Linked DNA regions of Gossypium hirsutum: all the other regions are linked to region 2. The links are chromatin contacts, called in public Hi-C maps. All regions are on one chromosome and are shown on one strand. Each heading gives the region's core, a stretch centred on a gene start, on an enhancer-like site or on the middle of the called end of the contact. The rest is flanking DNA. Distances are from core to core; before and after follow the strand shown.

Region 1 (3,920 bases), core at 772-3,271, 180 kb before region 2:
GGCCTTCAAAGGTGCCATATTAAACATAGCCTCCTTGATCTCCTCATTTGTCACCGGTCTTTCCAAGAATCTAATATCCGCTGGATCAAGCTAGGGAAAAACCACATTGAGGCAAGCTTCCCATAGGAGCAGGTAGTTCTCTATACAGTCTTTGAAAAAACTTATTTGCCTAATCTTCTATACCCTCAGGATCATACATCCAATTACCATCAGAATTACGGATGGCAGTAATACGGTTATTTTTCCTCCTTAACAGAGTACAGGAACGGAAAAATTTTGTATTTCTGTCACCAAATTTGAGCCAATCACATCTCGCTTTTTGCTTCCAAAGTTCTTGTCTAAGGGCCAAATCCACCTGACTCAAATGATGAGAACCGAAGAAATCTCTAGTCTTCTGGATGCTGGCAATTCTTTTAAAAAGGTCCTTCTTGCAAGTGGTAATGTTACCATAGACTTGTTTATTCCAAACCTTAAGATCCATAGTGAGCTTACCAAGGGTATCAGACATATTCCCCGAATATTCCCACATCTCTTTTAAAAAATTATCAAACCCTGGGTGCTCAATCCAACCAGCCAAAAATCTGAAAGGCTTTCCTCTAAGAAGAATAGTACTCGGATTCAGGGATAAGAGGAGGGGTCGATGATCTGACTTAATCTTTAGAAGGTGTGTAACCACGCCATTAGGAAAATTTCGAAGCCAGGCTTCATTTGCCAGAGCACGGTCTAGCCTCTCAAACAACGAACCCCTATGCTAAGTGAAAGGCGGCCCCTTAAAACCTAAGTCATAAAGCTCCGCAGAATCAACAAAATCACCGAAAGTTGGGCATCTCTTGCCCCTAGTGAGCCCTCAGATTTTTTTGAGGAGGAAAGAATTACGTTGAAATCTCCAATGGCAGTCCAAGGGCTCTGATCAAGTGGAATAGATTTCTTTAATTCACTCCAAAGATTTTGACATCTTTGTCTGTTAAGACTCCCATAAACAAAGGCGATGAAAATAGGATGAGTCAAGGATGAATGTCAAACCCGAGACATAATGAATTGCGGATGGCTATGACTCACATCAAGAAAAACAGAGTCTCTCTATCCTAGCCAAATGCCCCCTGAATATCCAATTGCTTCTACTCGATGTGAATACTGGAAACCCAACTTAGAGATGATATTGTCAGGACCCACTAACTCTCGGTTCAAGTAGGCTAATAATATCCGGCTTGTACTCAATATTATATTCCCAAAAAATTCTACAAAATTTCGCACTTGCACATCCCTGACAATTCCACGATAAGATAGTGATATTCATTAATAAAATTAAAAAGTTGGAATAAATTACCTAACTGTCCAGACCGATATTGGTATTCGTATCTAATCCTGCATCATCAACCTCAACATTCGAGCACTCATTAAGGATTTGAGGGGATAAAAGTTCAGCCATTGTTTCCATAGATTCAGCTAAAGGAACACGCGTAGTTCCCGAGGATTTAAAACGGTTCCCTCGACTTCGTAGAGCAATATAAGCTCTCCTGGAATTTCGAATACCCCTGTCCTTACCCCCACCTTTTTGTCTTTGGAACCATTAGATTTCTATTGCAAGTTAAAAACTGGGGATTCCACAGATCTCGGGGCCGAATTATCCTGTATAGATAAATAAATTTTTTATTAAAACTAACAGCAGAGTGTTTACCTGGATCAAGGGTATTATCAGATATAGGGACGATGAAACCCTCAGATTCATCAAAAACTGGATTATAATGAGCTTTAATATTTTCTAAATCCTCGGCTCTATTATTTTTCTGGACTTTAGAAACCAAATTGCCTAGAGAAATTGTGCCTTCCAAAGAAATGTTTTTTTGGTGTATCCACCTGTTTTGTTCCTGCACCATTAGAAATAACCAAATTAGAATTAGAAAAATTTCCTAAAGACTTCCTGTTAATTTCCCCTAATTCGCTTACTCCTATTGGCCTTTTCCCTAGGCTCTTATCCAAAGGTTTTTTTTGTAATTTTGGCCCAAATTTTTCTGCCCATTTTTGCCCGATATTTCCTTACCGATGGGCCCCTTAGAAAGACCCAAATCCATCAAGTTTCTATGACCTGGTCCACCAGCCGATTTATGTACTTTAATAAAATCCCTAAAATCCCAACTCATTTCCTTGTCTGTCATCTTATCCCCTAGGTCATTCCCAAAATTCCTTCCTGCCGACTGCCCCGATTTCATTCCCAAATCTTCCTCCTCTAACCGCGCAGAAAATCTGGTACCAGCAACAGCTCTATTCTGATTCTCCAGAACTTTCATTTTGTTTCCTCGCTTCTCTCGCCGAGAAGACCTCCTTTCCACCAGCATCCATGGCCCGAATTTTGGGCCTTTTCCTTTGATGATTGATGTATATTTTTTCCCGTTCAAGCACTCCGCCGAAAAAGGTCCCTCTACGGCCGTCGACTCCTCACGAGGATTATTTGCCGTGTTCACCAAATCCGCAGATTTTTGGTTCGCCATAACCGAGGTACACAAGTCTTTAGCATGTCTGTATTTGCCATACATGAAGCATACAGTCGGAAGGGCCTCATATTCAACTTATTGAGTAGCTCCGTCAACATATATTTTTGATATCAATGGCCTATCTAGATTGATATAAACGACTAATCTTGCAAAACGACCTATGGTCTGATTATCAGTTTGTAAATCCAGCTTAACCACCTTTCCAATAATTTTCCATTTGTACAGATGACCCGGGATTCGGCAATTGAATCCATGTTAATACCACACTCGGGTAACGTTGCATTGGATTGAAATGCTTAGACCAAGGTTGAACAGTCAGGTACTGGCCATAAACTATCCACGGACCCTGTGAAAGAGCCTTGTTGTAATCTCCAAGATCCTGAAATTTCACCAAAAAATATCCGTTAGCTATATCCATTAACTGAATAGAATTCACAAGCTTCCAAAGAAAAAGAATGTGATTATAAAGGGTGTTATAGCCAATGTTTCGCCGTAGGAGTTTAACGATGACAGCCAACTCTATTTCTTTGAAAAGGATTTCCTTGATCCGATCTGAAAACTCAGTCGCAGGAATCCCATCAATGATTGACGTATTAACGTCTCCTTCAAGTAACTCGAATTCATTTTCATTCACGACAGAAGGCACTGCCCGAACCGAGTCAGTGAAATCATCTTGATTCCCCAGTAATTTATCTTTCCACGACACGATCTACTTTGGTACTGGATCCACTGCCATAGAATTTTCATCATCAGCAAAAGACTCTTTAAATCTCACTTTTTTGGAGTTACGACCACCGTCGGAGTGAGTATCACCCTCTCCAACGTTGTCGAAAATTTGCGAAGTTGGGAGCATTTTAAACTTTTTCGTAGATGACTCGAAAATTTTACAGTGATTTCTTTGTTGTCATGGTTGTTCTACTATGGTTTATTAAATGGAATTGTATTCTTCACAAATTTCAAATTTAGATTTTGTACTTTTTGTTATAGCAATTTAGTTTCTCTATTTTTCATATTTCAAAATACTAACTCTAATTGTTAACATTGGTATGTTTTTTTTTGTTAAATTTATTGCTGTGACATTTTGAAATTAAAAAAAAAACTCACTTGGTAGTAATAAAATTACAAAAATGAAATTGTAATGAATGTGAATTTAAGAAAATAATTTTAGCAGTTTAACAGTTGGATTTTAATTTTGAATTTTGAAAAGTAGAGGGGCTAAATTTTAAAAAATAAACGTACAATGATTAAATTTCAAATTTATGAGAAATACAGGGATTTATGACATATTTTAAAATTACCAAATTGATCCATCAATTTCAAAACATTCTAATTGAGTCTTTGGATATGGTTTAACTCAAATTCTTTTTATTAGTCATTTTAGCAAGTTGTTTTGATAATTACTCTATTCAGTTATTTGTTAGCGTTTTC
Region 2 (3,671 bases), core at 780-3,279:
AATTTTTACAATACCATTAATTAATTTAAATATTTTATTTTAATTAAAATATTAATTTAATTTTAAGAATTATAAACACTATTAAAATTATTTATTAAATTCAAGTTTATTACAATAATAGATTTATATTATTTTGCCATAATTTTTTTTAATTTTGTTGTTTTTTGAAAGAATTGTTGCTTGTTTGCATATGCAGAGATGTCTTAAAGTCCAAAACTGTCTGCAATTGATGGGCGTCGAAAATACAAAAAATAATTCTTACAAAAATAACTCTAAATAGTAGTAAAGAGTGGCAGTAGCGTCGAATCCACAAGAATCGGATGTTATTATCAACTTCTGTGTTTATCTCGTAAACAGAATGTTTGTCGTGTCAAAGGTCGTGGCAAAGGTTGTGCCCACGACTCCAAACGGACCTGCTGAAAAATAAACAAATAGACCATGGGAGTTTTGAAATGTTTAAAAACTAAATAATTGAAACAACATAATTAAATAATTAAATAAATTAGAAATTAAATTCAAATTTTGTAATAAAAAATAAATTGCCTTAGCCCTAGACTTGGTAGATTCCGGTTCAAGAATCTATCCTTGAAAATTGATCTTCTCCTCCAAACAATAAGCTGGTCATAGCAGTTAAGAACGTCCTAACCACCAATTCTTCCTCTCGTAATTGGTCTCGGTACGACCTGCAAACCAACCTTTACCGATTATCTAACCGAGATACACGTGTTTCCGATTCAAGACTTCAACAACCTTGCGCTCTGAAAAACCCAACTCGAATCAACGGCCTCAACTGCGTGGGTCGTTTAAACCCAATCACTTCTTCCTTAATTTGTTCTCGGAGATCCGAATACAGCATGGTCGACTCGTTTCTCCAACTGTCAGCAAACACGACTCCAACCCAACGTGCACTTTGACTTGAAATTGAGTTTAACTTTAAGGGATGATTTGTCTATCCAGATACTTAGGGATGATTTTAAGTACGAATTCGTATCTCACGGTTCCCGACCAGAAAGAACACCGGCCTAAAGCTAAGTTGGAATTTAGGGAAGCATGGATTTGATCATGCTTTTTAGGTTATGAAAGGTGGTTTGATGATAATGGAAAATATTAGGGAATGAAAGGACTTGGAAGGCAATTGGACGAATTTTGAAAGAACAAAGAAATTGAAATGAAAATATCAGAATTCTCACGCCAAATTGAAAGGAAAAGGAAAATAATTCTATTCAACTAGAATTAGATGCGTCTTTCCTAATAAGATTAAGGCACTATTTATATATATAGAATTTAATAATTTTAGCCTTAACTAATTTAACATAAAATTAAATAAATATAAAATATAATTTTTTTTTATTTTTACAAAGTCAAAAATTCTGATGAATCCTTGGTTTTCTTCACATTTTTTATTCAGCCTCATTTCATTGATTGTGTTTTAATTTGGTCCTTTTCTATCTGTATTTTTCTCTTAGTGTCTCAATTGCATCTCTAATAAGATTAAAACATAAAAGTACTAATTTAACAGGATCAATTCAAAAATAAATCTAATTAAACACAAAATGTCATGCAAATTAACATGTTATCAGCAACCATAAAAAAATTTCCGAGAAAGAAACGTGGAAAATACTTTAAAGCTCACATGAAAAATATACTTAAATCAATAAAATTAACTCCATGATAAAAGAAATTATCAATAAAAAAATTATACTTAAATCAATCTCTCTTATAAATAAAATTTTTATTCATCCAATGATATCAACAATAGTTATTTTTATACTTGACCTGAATACCTTTTCATGGATCAATATGTCACATGATGACTGGTGAGGGACGATGCCACATCACTATGTCTATCACTTGCTCCGTACATGAACTATCGTATCTTCTGTTGGATTACTTCTTCAATTAATCCTTGTAAATCAATTTCTCTTGATTATTAGGTAGAATATAAACTAAAAATACTGAAAATTAAAAAAAATTCTAATTTTTAAAGTAAAAAAATGAAATACATTAAAGGAAAAAAAAACTTGTAGGCTGTTTGACCATCTAAAGTCTTATCGGAAGACAAGAAAATATCAAAACGCAAAAAGGACCAAATGTGAATTCCTGTTTCTTTTTGCTAAAAATAAAATGGTTGGTGCATGAGTTTGTTGAAGCCTCACAGCTTGCATTATTCTATTTTAACTCCAGACTCCATTGCATTTGCATTTGCATAGCAACAAGAAGAAGAGAGAAGATGGAGATTGAAGCAAAGAGATGGGGTTTCCGTGGAAAGCAAGAGCTGAACGCAGCATCAGCCTCCACTGTGCGAGGATATCTCAACCAAATAATAGCCCGCATCAACAAAGATAATAGCTCTTCAGTCATTCGTCTTGGTCATGGCGACCCCTCTCATTTTCCAAGCTTCAAGACTACCCCTGCAGCTGAAGATGCCATTGTTGATGCTCTACGTTCGGCTAAGCATAATTGTTATGCGCCTTCTGCTGGTGTTCTTCCGGCAAGGAGGTTAGTTAGATTGAAAACTTTAAAAAGGTGTTATTGAAGTTTGTTTATGAGTGAATGGTCATCGACTTTGTTCGGTTTGAATTCCAACAGGGCAATTGCAGATTACCTCAACCGTGACCTTCCTTGCAAGTTATCACCGGATGATGTTTATCTTACAAGTGGGTGTACTCAAGCAATAGAAGTAGCAATAAATGTTCTTTCCCGTCCTGGTGCCAATATTTTGCTTCCTAGACCGGGCTTCCCATACTATGAATCTTGTTCTGCTTATAATCATCTGGAAGTACGTCATTATGATCTTCTTCCTGAAAAAGGTTGGGAGGTTGATCTTGATGGTGTAGAGAGTATTGCGGATGAGAATACTGTCGCTTTGGTTATTATAAACCCAGGCAACCCTTGTGGAAATGTCTTCAGCTATGAACAGTTGCACAAGGTTAAAAAAGCTTTTAGAGTAATTTGTTGACTCTTCCCAAAACAAGATGTTGATTAGCATTTTCTTATTGAATCTTAGGTTGCAGAGACAGCAAGAAAGCTTGGGATTTTGGTTATTTCTGATGAAGCTTACGACAATCTGGCATTTGGAAGCACTCGTTATGTGCCAATGCGAGTATTGGGGTCAACCGTGCCTGTTCTCACCCTGGGGTCTATATCAAAGAGATGGATTGTTCCAGGATGGCGCCTGGGGTGGATTGTCACAAGCGATCCTAATGGCATTCTTAAAAAATCTGGGGTTGTCCCTTATTTCTTTTATATTCCTTTGGTTTAAGATATGTGGTGCTATATTTAAAAGTTGGGATCATGTTAAGTTAATGATCTAATTTGGCTCTTATCAGGTAATTGATTCGATCGCAGAATTCCTCAATATCTCTTCTGATCCGGCTACCTTTATCCAGGTTTGGCAATCAAAGATACTTTTGTTAAGACACACATTTACACTGGAAAATTAGAATTCCTGTCATTTTTTTATGAAACAGGCAGCGACTCCTCAAATCCTGGAGAATACAAAGGAGGACTTTTTCTCAAAGATTATCAGCACCCTGAGGGAATGTGCTGATATATGCTACAATAGAATTGAAGAGATACCTTCCTTAACTTGTCCAAAGAAACCGGAAGGATCAATGTTTGTAATGGTAAGGTAGTTGTTTGATGTTCATAATGTATGCTGAAGAAATCAG
Region 3 (4,095 bases), core at 1,527-4,026, 130 kb before region 2:
TGAATCAAAAATAGGATTCGGTTCTCCAACCTGACGAGAAACTTCTGTTGAAGCTATTGAAGATGTCTCTGCGTTCTTATTGGCTCTAGTCATTGTCTCTAAATGAAATTCCTGAAAATCGAGGAAAAATTTTTAGTCTGATTGCAAGGAATATCTTCCTTTTCATCTCCCACCGGTATCCCAAGGATAATTTACCTGAAATTCTGGAGGCTTTGGAGCACTTCTTGGTAATACAGGTATCGTTTGAGCTTCAAAAATCTGCTCCAGTGAAAGAAAACGGGATACAAATTCAATTAGAAACTTACTGGGGCGAAATAATCTTAAACAGTAAGAACAATGGAAGATCAGTTTGGTGCAAAAAACCAGATAAAAGCTGGGATTCATAGATGGTATAACTTATAAGCATTAGTAAGACACCTTCTTATTTAGTGGTCTAGCTTTGAATTTTGGAATTTTAGCCATCATTTCTTCCTCAAGCTCCGCGGTGCTCTTTACTTTAACAGAGCGCACTCTCTGAGCTGTTTCAAATGCAGGTTCTTTTGGCCTTGTCAATTTGAGCGTAGGCTTAATCTGCACAGGAGTAGCATGATCTTGATGAATTGGAAGCAATTTTGTGAAAGAACAAAGAACACAAGAAGTTATGTGATTCAATTATTTACATTTGAAGGAAAACTGTTAGGAAGTGATAAATCTCTGGTACTCGATTGGAATTTCTTCATCATTTCGGCCATTGAGACGAATGGTGCTGCTGGTTCTCGAACATAAACCTTCAAGGGAAACAAACTTTTAATATTGGTTCACAGTTCTTAGTGAAAATATGCAAGGAAGGATGCGCAGATTAACATCAATCAAACCTTTCTTTCCAATTTGTTAGAAGTTTTATCCGTAGAAGAGCACAAGTTGGAACTACCACTGATAAGACCGAGTTTCGACTTGTGGGGCAAGTGGTGGGATTTTACGTTTAGGATCTAGAGTATAGAGGGAAGCAACGAAGAGACAACGTCAGATATAAGTTACAAAAGAACAGTAGCTAAAAACTTAACATGCCAAAAGCAAGAGAACATAAGCACCTGTCTAGACCTCCCTCCATCTAGTTTCTGACGTTTAATGGCTTGGTTCTCTAGAGCCAAATTAGGAGTTCCAGCACTGCCTTTTTTCGGCTTCAACACTGATGATGGATTCCTTATCATACTAGCTATCTTTTTAGCTGTCTGGTGCTTCTTGTCACTCACCAGTTTTTTCTGAGAATTCATCAATGGTTTAGGAGTGCAAGCTTCGGTTTCTACTTGCACAGAAGATTCGGCTTTCTCCTTGTCACCAGTTACATTTGAACGTCCTTTTTCAGTCAGGACACTGAATATTTAACAGAAAGGAAGCAAATATACAAGGATAAGAACCAAAGTATTCATAATAGAACTCAGATACTATTTACAAAATTTTCAAAACCCAAAGAACAAACCTTTCTTTCTCTTGAGCACATAGAATCTCTACTTGCTCCTTACCTTTATGATTAGGACTCTGAAATACAGTTTAAAATCATGAGAAAACAGAAGAATTAATCAATAACAAGAACGGATGAAAATAAGTCCACTAATCACCTCATTGACAATTTGATTGTTTTCAACATTTGCCTCAGAGGGTTTGACTTCTTCTTTTACTTTATCCGGTACAAGCACAGTTTGAGGCTTGTCCTCTAAGCCATTAGGATTAGGAGCTGCTTCCTTTACTTTATCAGGCTCGGTTTGAGGCTTGTCTTCTGCGCCATTGGGATTAGGAACTGCTTCATCTGAAGCTTCCGAGGCCTGCAGCAAAATTATATTCATAATGACCAAATTCAAAATGAGAGAAATTGCTTTAGAAGATATTTAAAGAAATTCCCACCTTTTGAATTTGATCTTCTTCACTGAAATTGCAGAGACTCTCAACATGAACGGATCGATTATGGGCCTTAATTTTAACCATACAAGCTGCATTATGGGGAAAAACCAAAAAGAAATGAAATCTCCATAAGATAAAAGCAAAAGGTTGGCTTGATTACGGAAAATATGGGACCAAAATGTAACTTGATTTGATTTACAGTTCAAATGAGAATTAACCAATTCCATTATCCTAAATTCATTCCAATAATTTTGAGTAGAACAAAGGCAGTTTTAAGGATAATTAATGTATATTCCTTTTCCTATCAAATCTAAGTAAACAGAGACACAAAGGATTAGTGGATCAAACCTAGGAGTCTATTAACAATTAAAATCTATCTAGACAAAACTCCAAGAAAATTAAGAGCCATCTACCAAAATGAATCAGTTACAGAGAAAATAATGATTCAAAGAATACAATCTTTAAAGAGTGAGGATCAGTTGATTCACAAAATAAGAAAGAAACAGGAAGGAGAAAGAGAAAGAACATACGAGAAGGGGCGTAGCTTAAGGCGGTTTCAAACCAGAGCTCGGCTTCACGCGTTTCTTCTTCCGACTCTCCTTTGATGAAATCAAAGAAACGCGGCGCTGAGAACTCGTATATCTCGTCGATCATCCTTGCCGTTGCCTCACTCGAGTCATCCATCAGATGCAAAACAGAGAGATTCAATCTTCCAGGGTTTAAGGGGGTCGGGAGCGAGTTATTATCGGAAAGTCTCTAGATATTTCGCTTCCTTCTTAGATTCTTAGAAGATCCGCATTACTGGCAATAAGTGCGGATGATTGCAGATTGGAGTTAAACATGAGGAACTGCAACGGTCGATTTTTTGTTTTTTGTTTTTTTTTTTTTTAATTTGGGGAAGGTGTTGTAACGGTCAAATTTGTGTCAATTTGGTGAGTAAGAGATGAGGTGCCTTTCTAACGGCTATTTCCCACGCTCTCCTGAGTCCTGACCTGTATAAAGTGTGCCGTTTTGGTTCCGTAACAAAATTTACTTCATTTTGTCCCTACACTTGTACGAGGGTCAGTTAAAGTACATTGACTCCTTCAATCAAAATTTATAAATACTTAATCTAAATCCATTTAGTATTTTATATTTAATAATTATATATACTTTTATTAAAAATTTTAAATATATATTTAATATTTATATTATAGCGTTATATATTTACTTATTATATTATTAAAAATATAATATATATTTTGAAAAAATAATAAATTATAAAGTTTAAAAATGAGTTTCCATTGGGAAAAAAAATCAAAATGGGTCAAGTTAAGTTAAATTTGGGGTTTAAAAGTTAAAAGGTTAGTGTTTGTCCAAGTCCATTAAACCTTCCCAAAAATAAGTCTTAATTAATTTAGTGGAGGAAAGATTTTCTTTTGTTTAATTAACTAGTGTTTTAAGCCTTGCAATGGATTTTCTATTATACATATATTTTTTAATATATTTATATTATTATTTAACTTTTTTTTTGAATTACAATAATAGAGTAAAACCAGAACAACTAATGCAACTAACGTGATTCGAACTCAGATCACACCTGGGACGATGAATATCCTTGACCATTAGGTCATAAAATAGGGTTCTATTATTTAACTTTTTTAATTGAATTGATATCACTAATAACTCTATTGAAAAATTACCAAATTATCCAACTTTTAAAACAAATTTAGCTCTGCATATTTATAAAATTAGTCATTTTAATTCTAATTTGAAAAAATTCTATAAATTTAGTCCTTAACATTTAGAATAATTTGTCATTTTAGTTCTAATTCTAAAAGTTTAAAAAGGAAAAATATTTTAAAATTATTTTTTGATGAAATTTATAAAAATAATTTAAAAATCTAAAAATCATAAAGAAATTATAAATAAAAAACCAAAATATATGTATTATAAGGCTAAATTTGATGAATATACTATTTTTTTAATTAGGCCTTTAGGACGTTTTGGCCTAATTATAAAAATTAACATATTCTTCAAATTTGGTCGTATTATAAATAAAAAATATAAATATATATATATATGTCAAATGATTCAAAAAGAAATGAGCATGGAATAGATTGATTAGAGAGATGAAGTTTTACATCTCCATGGGACATAGAACTGACAAAGGTATGTCCCTTGATTCAGTTTAGCTTATATTATCAATTTTTGAACTAGATTTTCTAGGACTTTGGT

What was found. A called contact is a pair of places that touch in the nucleus more often than the background predicts.
Region 1: a contact with region 2 is called in a Hi-C map of leaf, with 2.7 times the contacts expected there. The contact joins the enhancer-like site here to the promoter of LOC107886791 in region 2. A contact is called at or near these places in 2 of 34 Hi-C or Micro-C datasets (fibers and leaf).
Region 3: a contact with region 2 is called in a Hi-C map of leaf, with 2.2 times the contacts expected there. The contact joins the promoter of LOC107886788 here to the promoter of LOC107886791 in region 2. A contact is called at or near these places in 4 of 34 Hi-C or Micro-C datasets (all in leaf).

Annotation. Positions count from the first base shown.
Region 1 is chrA03:105,490,387-105,494,306 of Gossypium_hirsutum_v2.1, reverse strand. No RefSeq gene overlaps it. Among protein-coding and RNA genes, the nearest start is that of LOC121220891, 5.3 kb to the right of the region's middle. Within about 2 kb of position 2,021, at least 7 of the 9 cell types and tissues checked have an H3K27ac peak or open chromatin away from gene starts, as enhancers often do. A contact at or near this core is called in fibers and leaf, where this site is marked.
Region 2 is chrA03:105,306,991-105,310,661 of Gossypium_hirsutum_v2.1, reverse strand. LOC107886791 (tyrosine aminotransferase) reads left to right here and starts at 2,029. Exons shown (of 7, transcript XM_041100663.1): 1 at 2,029-2,499; 2 at 2,590-2,929; 3 at 3,008-3,226; 4 at 3,330-3,389; 5 at 3,471-3,626. The coding sequence starts at 2,231.
Region 3 is chrA03:105,441,472-105,445,566 of Gossypium_hirsutum_v2.1, reverse strand. It overlaps LOC107886788 (protein TPX2), which reads right to left and starts at 2,776. Exons shown (of 20, transcript XM_016810851.2): 1 at 2,409-2,776; 2 at 1,882-1,967; 3 at 1,599-1,802; 4 at 1,460-1,518; 5 at 1,071-1,353; 6 at 855-968; 7 at 660-767; 8 at 418-570; 9 at 196-258; 10 at 31-111. The coding sequence starts at 2,562.